Linked DNA regions of Sminthopsis crassicaudata: region 1 is linked to region 2. Evidence: chromatin contacts called from public Hi-C data. All regions are on one chromosome and are shown on one strand. The core of a region is the stretch at or near the end of the contact, and the rest is flanking DNA. Distances in the headings are between cores, read along the strand shown.

Evidence for each region. A called contact is a pair of places that touch in the nucleus more often than the background predicts.
Region 1: a Hi-C map of fibroblasts shows a contact between it and region 2, with 4 times the contacts expected there. The contact joins the promoter of PDS5A here to the promoter of UBE2K in region 2. A contact is called at or near these places in 2 of 2 Hi-C or Micro-C datasets (fibroblasts and hippocampus).

The regions. Positions count from the first base shown.
Region 1 is chr6:30,128,918-30,134,499 of ASM4859323v1, reverse strand. PDS5A (PDS5 cohesin associated factor A) reads left to right here and starts at 1,290. Exons shown (of 33, transcript XM_074274573.1): 1 at 1,290-1,431; 2 at 1,979-2,154. The coding sequence starts at 2,017.
Region 2 is chr6:29,914,056-29,919,136 of ASM4859323v1, reverse strand. UBE2K (ubiquitin conjugating enzyme E2 K) reads right to left here and starts at 2,415. Exons shown (of 7, transcript XM_074274577.1): 1 at 1,931-2,415. The coding sequence starts at 1,993.

The DNA.
Region 1 (5,582 bases), core at 41-2,540, 220 kb before region 2:
ATGTGAAAGATTCTTCTCTACGTCTACAATGGAGCTATCACATTAATGCTATTAGGGTTATTGATTATATTATGCATAATTATTAATAACCATACCGATTCATTACTGTTCTGGACGATAAAGCTTAACGTTCCCGTGTATGTGCAGATAAGTAACCCGGGAAGCTCACGGAAGAAAGGATACAAACCATCGCACTTAAGACTGGCACAGAAAGAACAGTATCCCTTAATTAGTTACAACATAACACAAGAGATGCAGGGGCTGGGAAACAGTGTTCCGGAGTGAGTGGCTCACGCACCGAGTCCCGGAGAGCGGCTCCGGAGGAGCCGTCCGGGGCCCGGAACAAAGCCCGGAGCCCGGGCTCCTGCACGGATCCGGAGTGAAGAGCGTGAGGGCCGAGCGCGTCCGATCCCGGCTTTGTGCTCTCAATGATAAGCGTGCGGATGCCCGAGCGCCTCTCCCTCCAAGACCAAAGAAAAGGATGGGGAACAATCGATGGGCGCCGAGACTGAGGGCAGCAGCCAGGGAGAACAGGGGGTCCCCTTCGCCTTCTCAGTTCTTAGTTGGCGGAACCGGGCGGCTCGCGCCCCTAATTCAGTCCCTGAGCCGCTCTCGGCACGTTCTCTTCACCCCCTGGCTGCGGAGTCGGAGAATTTTCTCCTCCCTCTGTGGCCCGTGCGCCCCCCGCTCACCTGCGGGGTCCTTGCTGAGCCGAGGGCGAGAGGGGCCGCCTCAGAGGAGGCTCCTCGTGGGTAGAGGCTGCCCGCCGCAGCGCTCTCGGGTCCCCTGACGAAGCGCCCCCTAGCTCCTGGGGAATGAGCGCCACGCCCGCCCCGGGATCTTCGGCCGGGCCCGGCCCGCTCGCTTCCTCCCCTCCCCCTCCTCCTCCTCGGGTCTCCGGGCGTGCAGCTTTTGGCGCCAATCGGGAGGCGGCGCTGTCCGCAGGGCGTGGGGCGACGCTCCCCGGCGGGGCGGGGGGGAGGGGAGGCGCGCGCTGCTGCTGCTGCCGCCGCCGCCGCCGCCGCGTGACCCGCAGGCCCCGGGGCTGAGCGCGAGCGGCTAGGCTCGGCGGGCGGCCCGGGGCGGGGGCGGAGATTGACGGGCTGACGGAGGCTGTGGCGGGCTGGGCGCCGGGCCGGGCCTCGGCGAGCGGCCTGGGCGGCTGCTCTTCCTCGGGCCGTCGGAGAGCGGCAGTGTGGCCCCGCGCAGCGCGCGCTCGCTCCCTCGCTCACTCGCCGCTCGCCCCTGCGCGCCTCTGCTTCTGGGCTCGGCTTGGCTCCCCCGCCGAGCCCGCGGCTTCTCTCGCGGCGCTCCGGGGAAGGCGGCGGCGGGACCGTGGGCCGCTTTGTGTGCAATCCCGCGGCGCGGCAGCCGGGCCGGGGCTCCACCTGCGGACCGCCACCACGCGCCACCCGCCCGCATGAGGACGAGGTAAAGGCGGCGGCCGAGGGCCCGGGGCAGGCCGGGGCGGCCCGGGGCGCGAGGCTGGGGACGGCCGGGCGCGGAGGGAGACGCGGTCGCTCCCGGGTGGGGGGTGGGTTCCGAGACGGAGGCGGGGGGCGGCCGGAGCGGACGCGGGGGACCGCGGCCTAAGCCGAGCCCCCTAGGCCTCGGCCTCGCCTTCTCCCGAAGGCTGTCCCGTGGCAGAGGCTGCCCCGGCAGAGGCTGCACCGGCCCGGGCCCGGGGATCCCCGCCCCCACCCGCAGCTGCCGGGCGCCGGGCGGTGGCTGCACCCGGTGCCGACCTCATTGTGGACCCGGCGCCGGGGAAGTCCCGGCATGGGCCGGCCGGAGAGTCGCGCGACCGGGGCGCCGGGCCGGGAAGTGAGGAGAGGAACGGCGCCCCTGCAGCCCCCGGGCCCCAGCCGCGCTGCCCCTTCCCCCCGTCGGCTGGGCCCTCTCGGATTTGGGGTTTGAAATGAAAAAGAGGTTAGAAAGTCGTCCATTTCCCGCTGAACTTTTGTTTTCTGACCGATAGAGGCCGGTAGAGGAGCGCTGGAGAAAGTTGTGCCCACCATGGACTTCCCCCCTGTGCAGCCCAAGCCGCCCTCGGGCCTGGGCCTGGGCAGTTCGGACGCCAAGATCGCTTACCCCCCAGGAGTGAAGGAGATCACCGACAAGATCACCAACGACGAGGTGGTCAAACGACTCAAGGTACTCCCGCCTTTGCCCCCCAGAACCCACCCTGGGGCATCCACTACTGCCTCCGGGGCAGTGTCCCCAGAACTCACCATAGGGGGGACCTGCTGCTGCCTCTTGGGCCAACACCCCCAGACTAGGAGGGATTGATGCTTTCCTTTCAAAGCTTCTTTGTAAAACTATAGACAGGACTGTCCTAGCATCTGGTAGCTAACTCAAGCTTCTTTTAAGATAGTTCTAGATTCATCCTGTTCAAACATTTGCTTTCTTCCCCCTCCCCCATCCCCAAAGAAGGTATTGAGTATCTTTTGAAAACTTTGAATGGTAGAGTTATAGCATTGCATTATGAGAAATTTAGAAGACTAAAATCTTCCAGGAATGGGGAAAATGTCAGTTTTTTCATAGAAAAAAATTTAAAGTTTATGTAGAACAGTCATTGGCAGGAAAAGTTGAATGAATGTTAGACGTGAAATTTCAAACTTAAGGTGTTTTTGTAAGTGCAGAAACCTGTGTTTTTGAAAATTTTTTTTGCATGAAATGCTTTAAAAAATGAATGTTTCTAATTTCTTGAAAGAAAACTGGCCTATAAAATAATTTTGCAAAATTGGATTTGTACATTATTTGATAAAAACGTTAATGGTTAACATTGCTTTTTAAAGATTCAGTTCTGGAATAAGAAGTTTACCTAAGTCCATGAGTTCTGTGTGGTTTTAAGAAAGCTCAGTACATTGTAGGTTTCTTTGACTAATTTGCTCAGTTGGCATGGTGTTTTTCAGCGTAGTTTTGATGCCAGCATGTTTAACTCTGTTGTGAGATTCTAGGATGTGTCCCTATCTCTGGACAGCTTGACATGCATTTTGCATTTGTGGACGGATAGACATATGATTTATCAAACTATTGGAAAAATAACTTTGGAACATTTATTGGCAGTTAGTCTTCATTTTACTGTTAGAAGTACTGAACTTTGAGATGTATTTCCTTTAGGGAACTTTCTAAGTTTTCACCTATCTGCCATACATGGAATCTGGAGATGGACTTTACCAATGAACTTTCAAAGTACATTCTTCATAGAGACTTTTTGTAAAGGTCCTTGTGTTGCAGCCATAGTAGCAAGTAGCGATTCAGAATAGATATTTCCGAAACACATAATCTGAATTGGAAAGATCCTTAGATATACCTAGTCCAACTTTTGTGGGAGTACCATGACTTAGTGGAGAGTACCCGACTTTAGTCATGCCTTCAAATATTACTTTATTAACTGTATGACAATGGACAAGTCAATTTCATCTTCCTTATTTGTAGTCCTAGGATAACTGTAGTACATTCTCCACAGGATTATTCTGAGGCTCAATTTAAAGTCACAGATATAAAATAAACTTGGAAGTGTTTAATAAAGAGACATGATAGAACATCGTCAACCTTGTTGTCTTCACACAAGCTGTCTCATACCTGGAATACTCTCATCAATTCTGCCTCTTGTGATCCTTTGCTTTCAGAGTTGAGCTCCTATGTCACCTCCTCTTTGACAGGCTTTTCCTTATTTTTTTTCTTCACCTTAGTTGTTAGTTTCCCTCCATTACATTGCATTTACTGGGAACACATTGTGTAACCCTGGAAGTTTTTTGAGGACTAGCACTGTTCTGTTTTTCACTTTATAAACACAATGTCTTTTACATGCGTGGCATTTAATAAATACTTGTTGAATTGAATTGTAAATATAGGTAAAAGTGTAAACAAAGGCTTGGATGTGAGAGGGGAGTAAGTGTTGATGGAGCAGAGTATACTTTGAACTTAGATTGGTAATATTTAGATGAGTGATATAGTGAGTGAAATAAACTTCATTTTATGACTTTTTCTAGTGTTCATCTGCTTTGTAACAGAAAGAGAATTTCATCCCCCTCCCAAGTTGGGAACAACAGAAAGTCAAGGAAGATAGCAATTCCAGAGTATTTATAGGCAGGGCAAATTTGAAGTGGCGGACAGTGCTAGTTCTAAAAGATCTGTAAAATGTAGCTATAGTGGAGTGGGAGAAGAGGGGTGAGTCAAAAGCCTTGAAGTCAGTAATTAAGAAATATGAGTAGGAAGAGAAATGGAAAGATGAGCAGTTGGGTTTGGATGTGAGAATTTCAGTTCAAAGTTACCTGGAAATTATATTACTGGAATGTCTTATGGTGAGTTTAGTTCCATTTTTCATTTCTTTTTTAAGCATTTTGAAGTTTACAAATGACAAGCATGAACAGTTCCAGATAAAACGAATAGAATAGATTGTATGCGATGCCATGAATCTTATGTGTATACACATGTTTTTAGCATGTATTTAATTTAATGTTGTTGCAACACTGCTGTTTGGCTGAGGCCAAAGTTAGTTTTCTGGTGTGTATATATTAATAAGTAGACTTTTCCAGGTCATTTATCCCCTTTGACATCTGTCTGGATGATGATGATGATAGAACTTTCCTCACAAATTCTTCCTTTTCCTTTCTTTGTTCCTTTCTTTCTCCCTTTCTTCCTTCCTTTATTTTCTTCTACACAAATGTATTATCTCTTCTTTCCACTTCCCTCTCCCTACATTGAACAATAAAAACAAAAATAAAACTCTTAACAAATATACAGTCCAACAAAACATTACCACTTTGATTATGTCCAAAATTTATTTCTCGTTTTTCACTTTATGTTTGTCATCTCTTTGGTTGGAAGTGGATTGTGTGTTCTTTTTTATATTAATTGGAATTCTAAAAATATTCAAAGTTGCTTTTCTTTATAATGTATAAATTTTTCTGTTTTTGCTCACTTCACTCAGAATCTCTGTAGGAGTCTTATCAGTTTCTTCTAAAACTGTCCATTCTATCATTTCTTGTGGCTTGATAGGATTGCATTATATTGATATGCCATAATTTAACAATTCTCAAGTAGGTAGGTACTCTGAATGGATCTTTTCCCTGTTTCTTTGATCTCTGTGGTGTAAGCCTAAGAGTAATACTGCTGGATCTTCCTTGTTTTCTTGTATATTTTCCTTTCCTCATTTATTTCAGTTCCAGATCTTTAACTCTCTGTAGAAATTTGCCCCTAACATGCTGCTGTCACATCAGACTATGTCTACATGCCTGAACTGTGAATTAGCCATTTCATCTTCAAACCCAGATTTGTGTGCCGTTAGTTTTAGTAAATTTTAAAGCTTTTTAATTTCAGACTTGTTTTTGTCTTCCTCATTTTATTATGCTCTTTATATTCAGTAAGTCAATTAAAGGCTGTGCTTTTTTTTTTCTTTTTAGATCACTCTCAGATTTGTCTCTTTATCATTCCTACAGCTACTATTTTATTCTCATGACTGAAAACACTTTAATGATTTTGTAGCTGATCTATCTTCTGTCTAGTTTCACCTTGCCTCTGCATATCATTATTAAAATTAACTTTCTCAAGGCATTATTTCTATCATGTTACCC
Region 2 (5,081 bases), core at 1,166-3,665:
AAAGGTCAACTTTTCCAGCTAATCAATCTATGAAGTCCACTTCAATATCACTGAAGATTAGCTTTAAGAACAAAAAATAAATAAATAACCATGGTTTTGACTGCCTTGCTATCAACAATGAAAGTAAAACTAAATAGTAAAATTTTGATGGATAACTCAAGACTTAACAGAGGACCTAGCTACCTTACCCATTCCACTAATTTTGAGTTATTTTTAAAACTTTTAAAATTAAATCTATTAAGAGAACAGGTCTAGAGATCAAATGCTAGAGATGAAAAATATCTTAAAATAATGCTTTTCAAATAAACAAGAACCTCTGAAAAGACTATATCAATTAGATTTCCAACTCCAAAACTGAAAATCTAGGCTGCTATTTTATGTTAAAAAGTTAAGAATCCTTACTATAAAAGTGTTGTTACCACTACAAAAGCTGCTGAAGTGCAAAATGCCTTTGATATTAGCTGATATTCTTAGTAAATACAAGCTCAATACATAAACAAACTTTGGGTGGAGAACAACAAAACCCAAAGTGATTTAAAAAAAAAAAAAAGAGTAATAACTTGACCAGATGTTCAAAATAATTGTTAACATGAGAAAGGAAAATATGAATTAAGTCAGGAATCCTCCTCTAATCAGCATAATCGGTTGTAAGGATCGTACAAAGACAGAAACAATTTTCAACCAAGATTAAATGGTGGGAGCCTTCCCTAAAGCTGCCCTTTTTCACCATTTGGGAAAAGGAGGAGGGAAGCTGCTTTGGAAATGTACATGGAGGGCAGCTGCCAAAAGCTACCCTGGCCCAGTCCTCCAGGGTTTGCCTATTCTACTCTTCCTAACCCCCTAAACAACTCCGGAGGGACCCAGAAAGCAGAGGAAGCTCTCCAGCAAACTCTAAATGCACACCCCCAGAGAAGAGGCCACTCACTCCTCGTGGGGGGGGACCGTCCTGGGTCACTAGAATTGCTGGGAAAAGGAATCCCCGGACCCCTACAGACCGCCGCCAGCGCGCGGAAGGCCCCCGACCCCGCTCCCGTTCCCGGCCCGGGTGTCCCCCGGCCCCGAGGGGCCGGCAGCCGCGCGCTCCAAAAGCCCGCAGTCCTGCCTCCGTGCGTTTGGGCATCGCCGCAGACCCGCACCCCGGGCGTCCGAAGGGGCCGCCCCCGCAGCCGCGTCCCGGAGTCTCGAAGACCCGCCCGACGCTCGGGTCATAGGCCAGCCTGCGACCACTGTGAGGGAGGGTGCAATCCCCGAACCCCCGAGACACTCCTGGACTGGACAGCTACTTGGGGGAAAGGGGGCGTGATCACAAGGGGTGTCTACTGCGGCCCCCTAGAGTGGCGTTCAATGCCCCCACGGGGGGGGGGGCCGGGGCTCGCCCCTCCAGAGTCTGCCGCGAGCCTACTCCAATGGACAGAGTCAAGTTCGGAGCGTGACCCAAGTCCTCGGGAGACACTGTCCCCGACCTATCAGATCCGGCGGCAGGCGACCTCCCGGTTCCGGACCTTCCTCGAAGCCGACCCCTCGGGGCCACGCAGGGCCCGTTCACAGGGGGCCGTGGGAGGAATCCTTTCTCGTATGCCCTCCCCCGGCAGGACACTAGCGTCCATGTTGTCCTGTGCCCGTCCGGCCTCCCTCTCCTCCTCCGCCTTCTTCCCCCCCCAGCGCCGACCTGCCTTCGGGGCGCCCCTACCCTCTCCCCAGCGGCGCGGCCGCCCCCCCCCCCCCGGCCCCGGGCCTCCCCACCCTGTCTCGGCCTGCTCCCCGCCGGCCCCACTTCCTGCAGGCCGGGCTCGAAGCGACTTCCCCCCCCCCCCCCGCCACCCCCTCCCCCAGCGGCTGACGCGGCGGAAGGCCGGAGCGCGGCGGGGAGCCCGGGGGGCGGCGGGGGGCCGGGCAGGCCAGGGAGGCGGCGGCCCCCGCTCCTGCTGACCTCCTCGCTCTTCAGCACCTCCTTGAACTCTCGCTTGATTCGCTGCACCGCAATGTTGGCCATGTCTCCTCCCGCAGCCGTTTCGCACCCTCCGCCTCCGCCGCCGCCACGACCGCCGCCGCCGCCGCCACCTCCTCCGCCGCCTCCTCCTCCCTCAGTGAGTCAGAGCCGAGCCGGGGAGCCGTGCCGCCGCCGCCGCCGCCGCTCTCTCTTCACAGTGGATTCACCTCCGCGCCCGGCCACCAAAATGGCGCTGGGGCCGCGCATGCGCATGGCGAGCGCCCGGCCGGGCGGCGCAGCGGCTCTCGTTGTCAGCCCCCAGGAAGCTTCGGAGCCGCGAGCCCGCCAGCCGGCCGCGAGCCTCGGCCTGTGCGCCGCCGCGTGCGTGGGCTGGTCCCGGGCTTCCGCGGCGCGCGCGACTACACCGCTTCCCCTCCCCCTCCCTCGGAGCGTCCGGCCTCGCCCCCGCCTCAAACCCTTCCGCCGCCTGCTGGCCTTGCCCGGGGGACCTCGAGGCCGCGACCCTGCGGCGGGAAAGCACCCCGCGGAGCCCCCTCCCCGCCGTTCTCCCCGGCCCGTCCTGTACCCTGGGGGGCCCAGGGAGAGATGCGGAGAGGTTTTCCAGAGGACCCCGAAAAGAACCCCCGCAGAGCAGCTCCAGCCACTCACAAAACCGCGGCCGTCATTTTTAAATTTTTTTGGATAAAATCGGGAGAGTCCTCACAGGGAATTACGTTCTCCACCCCACCCCCGCCATCACAAAAGAGCGCTGACGAGGCGCGGGCGGGAGATGCCACAAAGCTCCCTGAACCGCCTCGGCCAGCCCGTCTGCCGAGGGGCCGAGGAACCCCGACGCAAAACCCGAAGCGGCTGGCAGCCCGAGGCCGAGGCAGCCCGGGGGCTGCGCTGTGCTGCGACCTGAGATATTCCCGACCCTGAGTCCTGGGAGATGCCCTATTCGGGGCCCCCGGGAGGGGGACCTATGGTGCGCCTGGGGCCTGCGCTATTCGGGACCCTGTAACCTGCGGGTACTCTTCGGGACACTGTGACTCGGGGTGCGCTATTCGGGACTGTGGAGCAGGAAAAGAACCCAGGGATCTGGGGCGGGACATGAGCGAAGGGCGCAGTGCGACTCAAGTTTGGGGGCAGTAGAGGCATCCGCTAGAAAAAACCTGGACTTGGCAAGTGCAAATTCCCTGGAGCTTCGAACTCGGCTAGGGAAAGATTAGAGAGGCGGGGCGGGGAGGGGGAGGAGCCCGACCTCGCCTAGCTGGGATGGGAGGCTTATCTCCTAAGAACCGGGAGAGATACACTGTATTATAGATGTGGTTTGACAGTGTCCCAAACAGGACAAGATGTAACCATAACTGCTACAAAAAACTGCGGCAACAGACAGGGACGCGAATGAGACGACGCCAAATGTCAGCCCTCCAGCCGCCCTTGGGGGAGAGGGAGCTCCGCAGAGCGCCCGGTAGCGGCCCGGGTACGCTCCAGGCCCGGGGAGCGAGCTGCGGCCCGGAGCCCGGACGCGGAAGTGGGCTGGGGGCTGGCCTTTTCACTTTGTTACGCAATCCTCTGCGTCGCTGCCAGGACCCGTTTGGATCCGAGGGTCTTGGGTTGGCACGCCTCCAAATGGGCGTCGGGTCTCAGCGCGTGGACGCGTCTCCATGCAGTCCCCAGGTCAAATCCACATTCCCAACATGAATGGGAATACTCCGAGTTCTGTACCCGAACTTCGGGTTTTTCTATCAAGTCATCCACCAGCACCACCCGGACCCTTCCAAAACACTGCGGTCCTCCAAATGACTAGCGACTGGCTGTTACCTGACAGCCAGCCCTTCTGTCCGCCCAAGGAACATTATCTCTTAGTAGCATGAATTATCTTTTGCTGTGTGGGGACTCCATTATTAAAGTGCCACAAGGGCAAGGGCAGTCGAATTCCCTACACATACATAGACCCTCTCAAGAGGGAAGTGATTATTGCCTTTATTTTTCTAAAAATCCCCTCTAGAGTAATGGGGTCACAGATTGAAAACTGGCAGGGTCCGGTCCAACCCCCCTTATTTTGAAGATGAAGAAACAGCACAGCGGTGGAGACCCAAGGTCAGACAAAGAGAAAAGGGCAAATCCCCATTCTCATCCTCGGATGCCAGACCCCGCAGCAATCCATAGTAGAAAGGTATTTAAATACTTATTGAATTGAATTTTTAAGTGATCTCTCAAACTTTAACGATTTAAGATTTCACCGGATTTCCCAGCCTATGCTGCTGGTACTGCTGCAATTCTTGTTACAATTGAAGGGGATTGAGAAAGATTTTCAGATGATTTGGGAAGAGGGTACTTGAGTAACTTTTGTTACCATTTAAAGGTCTGCTTGTTTTTTCTGTGATACATTTTATTTTGACTTAACAAGCCTCCTAACAAATCCTCCAATCCCTCTCTCACTTCTTCAGAATGGTTCCTGAAAGTAGTTAAGTAAAACTGCATTACAGAATACTAAAAGTTTTCACACAGGCCAAATTAAATGCCATAGTTTAATAATGTACGAGTCAGGCACAAGTAGCCTCATTTTTAAAATACTAGAAGAATACTAGAAGAAAATACTTCCTTAAAGAAGTAAAAATTTCAAAGATTTTCTTCATTCTCATCGATCTTGCTGCTGCTGTTAGTGCTCAAAAAATATTTAAGTACCTACTATGGGCTGGGGATGCAAAAAGGCAAAAGACAGTCCCTGTCTTTAAGGAATGCACAGTCTAACTACCTATCTATACTGAAGTTTTTTATTCATTCTGCAGAACAATTCTTTTTTTCCCTTCAGTCTTTTCCTGACTGAGAACATCTAGCATTTAGCCAGATTCTTTAGACTTTTTTCTTTCTTTGCTTTTACTTCCTGCTCTCTCATCTGATTATCTTTGAAAAATCCTTTTGCTTCAAACATTGAACTCTAAAATAATGTTGCTTTCACTGCATTGACTGACCTCTACTTTTATATTGTAAGCTTTCCATGGCAGCTGGAGTGGGCAGCTCCAGCTGCAGGAGGAGGAGGCTACATTTAGTTCCAGACAGTCAAACTTCTAAACTTAGTTAGCTCCAGGCCAGTGGGGCACCAGAGGATTAATCATGATGCATGCTGCATTATTCCCGACTCAGA